Linked DNA regions of Mus musculus: region 1 is linked to region 2. Evidence: chromatin contacts called from public HiChIP or PLAC-seq data. All regions are on one chromosome and are shown on one strand. Each heading gives the region's core, a stretch centred on a gene start, on an enhancer-like site or on the middle of the called end of the contact. The rest is flanking DNA. Distances are from core to core; before and after follow the strand shown.

The links. HiChIP or PLAC-seq counts read pairs in DNA pulled down with a chosen protein or histone mark.
Region 1: a contact with region 2 is called in an H3K27ac HiChIP or PLAC-seq map of extraembryonic endoderm stem cells, with 5 times the contacts expected there. The contact joins the promoter of G3bp1 here to the enhancer-like site in region 2. A contact is called at or near these places in 1 of 39 promoter capture datasets (hippocampal neurons), 2 of 484 Hi-C or Micro-C datasets (gonadal supporting cells and nephron progenitors) and 1 of 115 datasets of contacts at active chromatin or transcription factors (extraembryonic endoderm stem cells).

What each region holds. Positions count from the first base shown.
Region 1 is chr11:55,467,304-55,472,001 of GRCm38.p6, reverse strand. It overlaps G3bp1 (GTPase activating protein (SH3 domain) binding protein 1), which reads right to left and starts at 2,250. Exons shown (of 12, transcript NM_013716.2): 1 at 2,201-2,250.
Region 2 is chr11:54,896,281-54,901,307 of GRCm38.p6, reverse strand. No RefSeq gene overlaps it. Among named protein-coding and RNA genes, the nearest start is that of Gpx3, 4.1 kb to the left of the region's middle. Within about 2 kb of position 3,572, at least 12 of the 459 cell types and tissues checked have an H3K27ac peak or open chromatin away from gene starts, as enhancers often do. A contact at or near this core is called in extraembryonic endoderm stem cells, where this site is marked.

The DNA of each region.
Region 1 (4,698 bases), core at 1,001-3,500, 570 kb before region 2:
GCAGGCGGATTTCTGAGTTCAAGACCAGCCTGGTCTACAAAGTGAGTTCCAGGACAGCCAGGACTATACAGAGAAACCCTGTCTCGAGACAAAAAAAAAAAAAAAAAGAAAAAAGAAAAGAAAAGAAAAAGAAACTGCGCAGTGTAGTACCTGTTAGAACCTTAGCTCAAAAGACACCTCCACCAGCAGTAACCTCTGACCTGCTCGGAAGGGAGCAGCCAAGGCGGTCAGTCACTGCTTCAATTCACTGCTTTCTGACACTGAGCTAAGGAGTCAGTTTCTATCTATCCCTATCCTACTAAGCACCTGCCTGAGGCCAAGAGTCTTTTGAATGTGTGGGGATGAGATTAATAGCCATCCCCTTCAATTCGATCATTTCCCCTTGATATATCTGACCTCAGTAACACTACCTGGACTCAAACTTCCCAAGTTAGAAAGCAGGTCACTGCCTTATTTTAAAAGGTGATGAATTACTAACATTCGCCTACCCCTCCGTGCAGGTTAAGTAGAACCCGTTCCAAGGAAACAATGTTATATTCAGAAGCAAGGCAGTTAAATTCAGCATGCATCCCCACAGCGTTTGGTTCTTCGTTGCCACTTTGTTAAATGTCAGTGGTCTTTAACTTTTTGCAAGGATGTGCCCCTCAAGAACTAGTCCTGAAACTTCTGTTGTAGTCTTCGATGTGAAACATCTGCCATTTAACGTGCTTTCTAGCCAGGGGTTAAAGGCAATCCTCAGCATAGAAAGATAGGCTGACCACAGATCCTTGAAAATAGCTTTGCAACCCGTAGAAGTCAAACCAAGTAAGTACTAAAATAAATTACTCGGTTGGGCTTAGTGGAGGCACCTTAACTCTTGGCACCGAGAAGATTCTGAGATCCTCTTGAATTCCAGGCCAGGAAGGGCTCCACAGTAAGAATTTTTAAAAAAGGCAGTTGATCATCGATGGTTCGGCAGGAGACCTAATGGCTGTGCTTGCCAACAAACCCAATCGGTGACTGTGACCCACTGCACAATAACTGGACACTGGACACCATCCTCTCCCCAGCAATTTCAGATGTGACTTATTTTTGTGGCTCTGGTGACTGAACCCGGGGCTTCCTGTATTCCATGCCAAGTGCTCCACCTCTGCACTGAAGCCCGGGCCGGTCCTATCCAATTTCAAACTTTAACTTCAACTCTTGTAAGAATTTAAACACTTTGTTTCCTTGGACTTACGACCTTCTCAAACAAAGGTTTTTTTAATCTAAGTTTGTTCTGATTCACAACTAAAACATTCTAAGTTAAAAAGGGGTCTTGAAGAGTCAAGATCTAATGTCAGAGTTTGACTTCCTGTTGGCGGGAATTTCCCGTTACCTCGAGGTGCGTTTCGGACCTGCTGAGAGGCACACTCGATTACATTACACTCACTGTATTTTTCTCTATTTTTCCCAGAAGCTAACTTGGAGGCGCATCTATCTATCTATGTAAGTGCGAAGAAAGCTAAGTCTTCCTTTGTCATTCAAAACCCCACTCCTAATCTCTTCTCTGGAGTCCCCCACTGGCTCGCAGATGCCACCACGGGACTTCTTATACTGGGGTTTGCACCTCAGATTCAAGAGCTCAGTGGCCGATGGTGTCCCACAGCCACGTAGCCTGCACAGATGCCTGTCCTTTCCCTACAGAGGGCCTTGATTCCACCTCGTTCTCCTGTTGACTGGACCTACCTGATTGCACCCAGGTGACCGGGAAGGGCGGGAAAAAAGGGAACTCTCGGCATAGTGCAGGGGGAAACAGTGGGGGGATTGGAGAGATCACGTCTTGGCGTGGCTGTCTCTGCACCACTGAGCCCTTGAACCCGGGGTCGCGCGCCTCCGTTCTGCAACCCTGGGAGGCGCGATCACGCTCTCAGCTTGGGCTCCCCCAACCCCCATCCCCATATCCGAAGGCTTCCTTAGGGTCCAGGCCCAGCTATACCATCCGGAAGAGCCGGCGCGCGCCAGAGAATGCGCGTGGAGCACGCAGGGCCGGCCAGACGCGTGACGCCCGCCGTTGGTGCGGTGGACCACGCGCGGGCCCTAAAGCGCAGGCAGGAGGCCGCGCCGGCCGTTGGTGGGGGTGGGGACGCGCCGCGCGGTCTCCCGGGGCGCCCCGCTCGCGGCCGCAGCTCGGCTCATGCCCGGCCCGCATCCGATCAGCCCCACCCGCGGGCCCAAGTACCTGCGCGGCTGAGCGGGAGGACAGGGCTGCTACGTGGGAGGAGGTGGCGGCGTCCCTCGCGCGATGCCGCGGCACGCGTGCCCGCCGCCCGCTATATAGCCGCGCTCAGCCGAACCTGCTGCTCCCGGTCGCATGCAGGGACCAATGGCCGCCTCGCCACCGCGCCCCTTGGCTATGATTGGACAGCGTCTTTGTCTAGAGGCCGAGCTCCTGAGTGGCTGCCGCATCTGCCTATAACTGAAGGAGCTAGAGCCCAGATGGACACGAAACCTCGCCAATACTCAGATGGTCTATAAAAATGAGGGCGGGATGCACTGAGAGCGACACTCAGACAAGCCAATAGTTGCATGCACCCGTTCTCATTGGCTTACATTTCTTTTTCTGGGCGGAAACCCACTGTCCAGGCAGGAGCGGTTGATCCACAAGGTGGGGCCCGTGTACTTTGGGGAAGTAAACCCCATGCAACTAGGAGGTAGGCGCGGGCGGGGAGCAAGGAAGCCCCCAGCCAATCGCAACACCGAATGGAGCTGATTGACAGGGAGGGATGGCCCTCTCCAAAGGCAGCCCCAGGGCCGCCGTGCCCTCTGGAGCGGTTAAGAGGATGGACTAGCTGCGTCTTCCGTTCCCTTTCCTTTCTCTTCCTCTTAGGTTGAATCCTGTCCTCGAGGACCGGTCTCCCGCCTTCCCAGGCGACTCTGGTACCCGGGATCTAAGTAACAGTTTCCCGGGTTTTGTTTTTTTGGTTTGGTTTTTTTCTCTTCGCATCAAAACTTTTTTTGCATGCATTTCGGAAGAGCAGGAGCTGCTGACCCTTAGCATTACTCAGCACGAATGCAGTGGCGACCGAGGACAGCGAAACTGGCTTGGTCGGCACCCCAGAGCATACCGCGAGGCAGCCTCCCTGGCGTTTGGGAATGCTCTTGTTCCCGGGTGGCTTCCAAGCTGGCGTGCCCGGGTGGCTCCTGGACGTTTTCAGGTTTTCCAATCTTGTGATTGCAGAGACAACATCCCATCTTTGATCACCCTCTGGCTGGCGAAAGTTATAGGATGCGTCACCACCAGCCATTGTCACATGCTTTTCAAACTGAAATGGGAACTTTACCCAACTCCTAGGCAGACACGCCTAAGGTTCCCCCATAAAGGCTCCAGGGTCCAAATAGTAGTACCTCAGTCTGCTGCTGACCCCAACTCGGGGGGGTTTTGTGAGCCTTCTGGCCACCATGAGCATTTTATATTAAGAGCTGTGATCCAAATGCTAAACACAAACTAGACTAGTCTGTGTTCCCTGGAGGCAGGGAGAATTCCAGGCCATCCTGAGCTACACGAGTCCAAGGCCATTCTGAGTGACATGAAATCCTGAAAGCAAGCTAAACTCGCATTAATTTGTTTTGTTTCAGGGCTTTTCGAGGCAAGGTCTCCCCTTGTAGCCTATGCTGAGCTGGATTTACCATACCCTAGGCTGATCTCGAACTCGCCATCCTCCTGCCCTAACCTCTTAAATACCGAAAATACAGGTGTTAAAGTGTTACAGCGAGTTTCCAAAAGGAACACGTGCACAGTTCCCACGTGCAAAGGGAAAGGGCTCGCCCAGCCCAGGCTGGAAGGAAAAGGCAGCCAGGCAGAACCTGGAATCCGGAAGCCAGGAACCAAGAGACAGTGCAGTGCTCCAGCACTGGGTCAGAGCCTATCAACAGGCAGCTAGCATTGAGCCTCCAGTGGGAACCTCCTTCTAGGAACGCTTGGTAGGATTGCTAGCCCAACCAAGGAATGTGGGCTTTAATTTGGAGCTGTAGAGGCTTTGTTGGTTGGGTTTGTTTGTTTGTTTTTTCGAGACAGGGTTTCTCTGTATAGCCCTGGATGTCCTAGAACTCACTTTGTAGACCAGGCTGGCCTCAAACTCAGAAATCTGCCTGCCTCTGCCTCCCGAGTGCAGGGATTAAAGACGTGCACCACCACGCCCGGCTTGTTTGTTTGTTTTTAAAAACAGCCCTGGCTATCCTGGAACTTCTCTGTGCAAACCAGATGTCCTCTAACTCTGAGATCCCCTGCCTCTGCCTCCCGAATGCTGGAATTAAAGGGATGAGACCCCACACCCATCTGGAAGGCTTTTTTGTTTTGTTTTGTTTTTTTGTTTTTGTTAATAAACCAGGAGATTTGAGATTCGTATTGGGTTTTGCAGGGGAAAAAAATTGTAATACCTTATTCAGAGAGCTTTGGCAGATTTTCACAAGAATTCTTTTCAATACAATACCAGTGTTCCCCGCTGGCTTTGCTCGCTGGCTCTCTCTCTCTCTCTCTCTCTCTCTCTCTCTCTCTCTCTCTCCATATTGTTTGTTTAAGTAATAACATAATCACAGCCTGGAACTCATAAACACCCTCCCCATTCTGCCTCAGCTGGAATTAAAGCAGTGCACCGCCAAAACTAGCTTTTAAAACACTATTTTAAAGATTTTTTTTTATTATTTATTTATTATATGTAAGTACACTGTAGCTGTCCT
Region 2 (5,027 bases), core at 2,323-4,822:
GTTCTGTTGCCCTTTTTTTCTGTATCCTCTGGGAGTGACCCACTCACAATACTCAGGCTTTGGGTTTTGAATGACTGTGTCCATGAGCAGTGCTTGGTTGCATTGGTTTTGGTTTGGTTTGGTTTGGTTTTGTCAATTTGACACAAACTGGAGTCATCTGGGAAGAAGGAGCCACAGTTGAGGATTGCCTCTATCAGACTGGCCTGTGGGAGCATTTTCTTGATTGATAATTGATGTGGAAGAATCCAGGCCACTATGGGTGGTCTTCATGTGTATAAGAAAGCAAACTGCTGCTTGGATGTAGTGGCACAGCCTTTAATCCCAGCGCTTGGGAGACAGAGGAAAAAGTAAGTACATCTCTGTGAGTTCAAGGCCAGCCTGGTCTACAAAACAAGTTCAGGGACAGCCACAGCTACACAGAAAAACCCTGTTTCAAAACAAACAAGGGAGGGGGGGAGGAAAAAGGAAAGAAAGAAAGCTTTTGCATTCTACACAGAGGAGGCATGAGTCCCAAGGATTCTGCGGTGGCTAAGGAGGCTGAGATTGTGGGTGGCAAGTTCAAGACCAATCTGAGGAGCAAGCTCCAGGTCAGGCTCTACTATACATTGCAAGACCCTCTTACAAAAACAAAACGGGGGAACAAAGAAGCTTCCCCTCAAATAACCAATAGCTTGAACTACAAAGTAAAACTTTATATAAAACAAAAATGCCTTCCTTAAATTCAACCAGGCAAAGAGATGAGCCTGAAAGCTGGTGGCATAACCTGTGACCCCATTACTTGGGGCACTGTGTGGAGGATGACAAGTTCAAGGTCAGCCTGGGTAACTTAGTGCATGGTGGCACATGCCTTTAATCCCAGCACTTGGGAGGCAGAGGCAGGCGGATTTCTGAGTTCGAGGCCAGCCTGGTCTACAAAAAAAAAAAAAAAAAAAAAAAAAAAAAGAAAGAAAGAAAGAAAGAAAGAAAGAAAAAGAAAAAGAAAGATACAATGGGGGAATGTAGCTCAGTGTGCAGAGTGCTTGCCCCACACCACTGAGCCCTGAGACCCAGCTCCAGCACCACATAAATGGCAGGAGATCATATGCTCGAGACCAGCCTGAGCCTGTCTGAAGAGGAGGAGGAGGAGGAGGAGGAGGAGGAGGAGGAGGAGGAGGAGGAGGAGGAGGAGGAGGAGGGAGGCATAAACAATTGGATTAGATGTGAAGGTTCACACCTGTAATCCCAGCACCTGGGAGGAGGCTGAAGCAGAAGAATTACTGCATGAGGCCAACCTGGTCTGCGGAGAGAGTTCCAGGACAGTCCTGTATACAGTGAGAGCCTGTCTAGAGGACAGAGACATTGAGGGGGGACAGAGACAGAGAGAGAGAGAGAGACAGGGGGGTGGGCAACCTCTGAAGCTGATCTGGTAGGTTTGTTCCTGAGAGATGATCTCCACGGGGCAGCTTCCATTTGTCCTCGGGTTAAAGTTCAAATTCTTTTCAGTGACTCAGAACCTGCCACTTCATCTTCTGGCCTCTCTTCCAGTTCTGTCTTGCTCAGATGGACAGAACGGTTTCAGGTCCCAGCCTATAGCTCAGCCTCACCTGCAGCCTTTCTCTGTTGGCTCCTATCTGCCCCACCACCCACCTCCCCTCTTTACCTAATTTCCTTCTGCCAGGTCAGGACTCTGCTAACATCACTTTCTGAGCACTGCTCAGATCCACTGGGTTTGGTTTGGTTTGGGGTTTTGGGGGTTCTCTGAGTTGTTTGTTTGTTTTTGAGATACTGTCTCACTCTATAGCCCTGACTGTCCTGGAACTCACTATGTAGTCTAGGCTGGCCTCCAACTCACAGAGATGTTCCTGTCTCTGCCTCCTGAGTGCTGGGATTAAAGTTTGTGCCACCACACCTGACCCCTGGTTTTATTAGTTCCTAGAATAGCCAATACTCTCTACCTCAACTCTAGTACACTTTTTGTTTTTGAATGTGCCCGGTCCAAATTGATAAGTGCCAAGAGTATGTAAAGTACACACTGTTTTTGAAGAGTTGTTCTTTAAACAAACAAACAAACAAACAAACAGGCAAATGACTGGTTGTCATAGCTCAGCAGTGGGGTGCTTAGTATGTATGAAGTCCCCAGTACAGGGCGAAAAAGCAAAATAAGCCAGACATGGTGGCTCAAACCTGTAATAAATCTAGGGTAGTAGATTTATTAAGGAAAAGTTTAAGAAAAAAAGAAAGAAAACTCCTATGGGAGATTTTTTTTCTTTCTTTCCTTTTCTTTTTCAAATTTGTTACATAGTCTTTTGTTTTAAAAGTTTAACTTTCATTTATTTGGAGGCATGGCGCATGTGCCACTGCACATAGCTGTTGTGTGCCCAGCTAAAATAATTTCTTGATTTTGTTCATTGTCTACTTACTTATTTATCTTGAAACAGCTCCCATCCCATCGTCATGCCCTGCTTATTTTTTACACTGAATTATAAGGTCTACAAAAATCCTCATTTGCAGCAGTTCAAATGAGACATGATTCCTATTAGCTTGGCAAATATCTATTGTACCGTAACAAATGAAACATACTGTGGCACCCAGCATGAGCAGAATGGCCGGTAGCCTTTGATAACTATGTGAGCCCCATAAGACTAGTCAGATGCTGTATGAGACCGGAGCTCAGGAGGCTGTTCTGAGGAGGCCTGTTTGGGAGAGGTGACATGCAGTAAGCTGTGGGAAGGGGTTGGTGCATACGGACATCCTGGAGCTTTCGAGAGAGCATTCGTAGGTTTTATCTCCTGCCTGAGAATGTGCTCTCCTTTGTTTCATCCCAGAGAGTTGAGCACCCAGTATCTCTTATCTTCTCCATTAAAAAGACTTCTAAGGGGACTGGAGAGATATTGCAGAGGTTAAGAGCACTGGGTGTTCTTCCAGGATTGGGGTTAATTCTCAGCAGCCACATGGCAGCTCATTACTGCCTATGACTCCAGTTCCAGGGCATCCGATGGCCTCTTCTGGTTTCTGCGGGTACCAGGCATGCGAGTGGCACAAACAATCGTGCACATAAAATAGATACAGGAAACTAAAACAGAACTTAAATTCTTTTCTTGCCAAGAACTGTAGTGTACAGTTTTATCCCAGCACTGTAGAGGCAGGGAGATCTCTGAGAGGGTTCAAGGCCACCATGGTCGACATAGTAAGTTCCAGGATAATCAGAGCTACATAGAAAAAAAAAAAAAAAAAAAAAAAAAAAACCATGTCTCAAACAAAACAACAACAAAACATAATTACACGTATTTCTTTTTTCCTTCTACCATGCAGCTCCCCAAGGTGAACATCGCGTGAGATCAGGTTTGGCGACAAGCCCCTTTACTCCCTGAGATGTCTCGTTGACCCTAGCTCTCCAATTGGTTGGTAAACAAGGACTGGAGATAGTGGAACAAGAGATTTTTTTTCTCTAAGTGCTGATGCGTTGTGTTCTCAAGGAAGACAGAACATGAGTTAATGAACAAAAAGGGCCATAAAAGCCAGAACACTGAACGGCTCCCCACTGCTGAATAAGAGCTTTGGTTTGGAGGTCAGCGATGGGGTCAGCCAGCCCAACTTAAGCTCCCAGACAGGGGTGGCAGGTGGGGAGGCCCAGCCTGCATCGCTCCGTACTATGTGATCTGTTTTGCAATCAAGAAGAATTTGCAGAACTCAGGTGGGGCCTTGGAGCTTCTGGTTCCCAGAATCATTGGCAGATGGAATCTTAGAGTCAGCTCAGAGGCTGTCAGTCAAGAGTCTGGTGAGGGAGAGAGAGCTTTTCAGCAGTTAAGAATGTGTACTGCCCTTGCAGAGGACCCAACTTCAGTTCCTAGTATCTGGGTTGGGCAGCCCAAAACCAACAGTTCCAGGGCATCTGAGTCTTCAGGCACACATGTGCATACACACCGAAATCTATACACATAACTAAAAATAATAAAAAATGAGAGAGGAGGAGAGAAGGAGGAGGGAGGGAGGCTAGAGCCTGCTCCTTCCAGAGAGGACCTTCCAGATCCTAAACCTCTCCTTTCTCATCTGTGGGACAGGGAACTGAACATGACAGTTGTCTGTCTAGGGGTTATGTCTAAACTACTAACCATCAGTCATTCAATAGCCTATACACAGGCTGACTTGGATTTATTACATTTTTTTGTAGCCTAGGCTGGCCTTGAAGGGTGATATCTCCCTATACTGTAAATCACCAAACTTGGCCTCTGTGGTACTGGGAACAAAACGTGGGACTTCGAATATTTTAGACAAACTGAGAGCTTTGTCCTCAGCCCCAGCTTAACTTTTTGAAAAGACCTTGGGACCTCATGAGAAAGGTTGCATTGACATTGCCATCTCATAGATAACTCGAATACACAGAGAGGCTAAATAACTGTTCATGGCATGCAGTTGGTAAAGAGGCAGAGCCAGGTCTGAACCAGACATGCTGTCTTCAGAGCTCTTGCCAATAACCTCTGGGCCTGTGCCACCTAAAGTGGTAGTTACTGGCCATGTGGCCTTACCGGGCACCTTGGAATGTGCCCGGTCCAAATTGATAAGTGCCAAGAGTATGTAAAGTACACACTGTTTTTGAAGAGTTGTTCTTTAAACAAACAAACAAACAAACAAACAGGCAAATGACTGGTTGTCATAGCTCAGCAGTGGGGTGCTTAGTATGTATGAAGTCCCCAGTACAGGGCAAAAAAGCAAAATGAGCCAGACATGGTGGCTTAAACCTGTAATCCCAGCTCTTGGGAGATGGAGGCAGGGGGATTAAGAGTTCATGGTCATTTTTGGGTGTATATCTGGTTTGAGGCCAGTGTGGGCTACATAAATCTGTGTCTCAAAAAAATGTATATTACACATGTTGAAATAATATTTTATTTTATTTTATTTTATTTTATTTTATTTTTGGCTTTTTGAGACAGGGTTTCTCCATGTAGCCCTAGCTGTCCTGGAACCACTCAATAGAGCAGGCTAACCCTGAATTCAGAGCTCCACCTGCCTCTGCCTCCCGAGTAGAAATAATATTTTAATGTGTCACG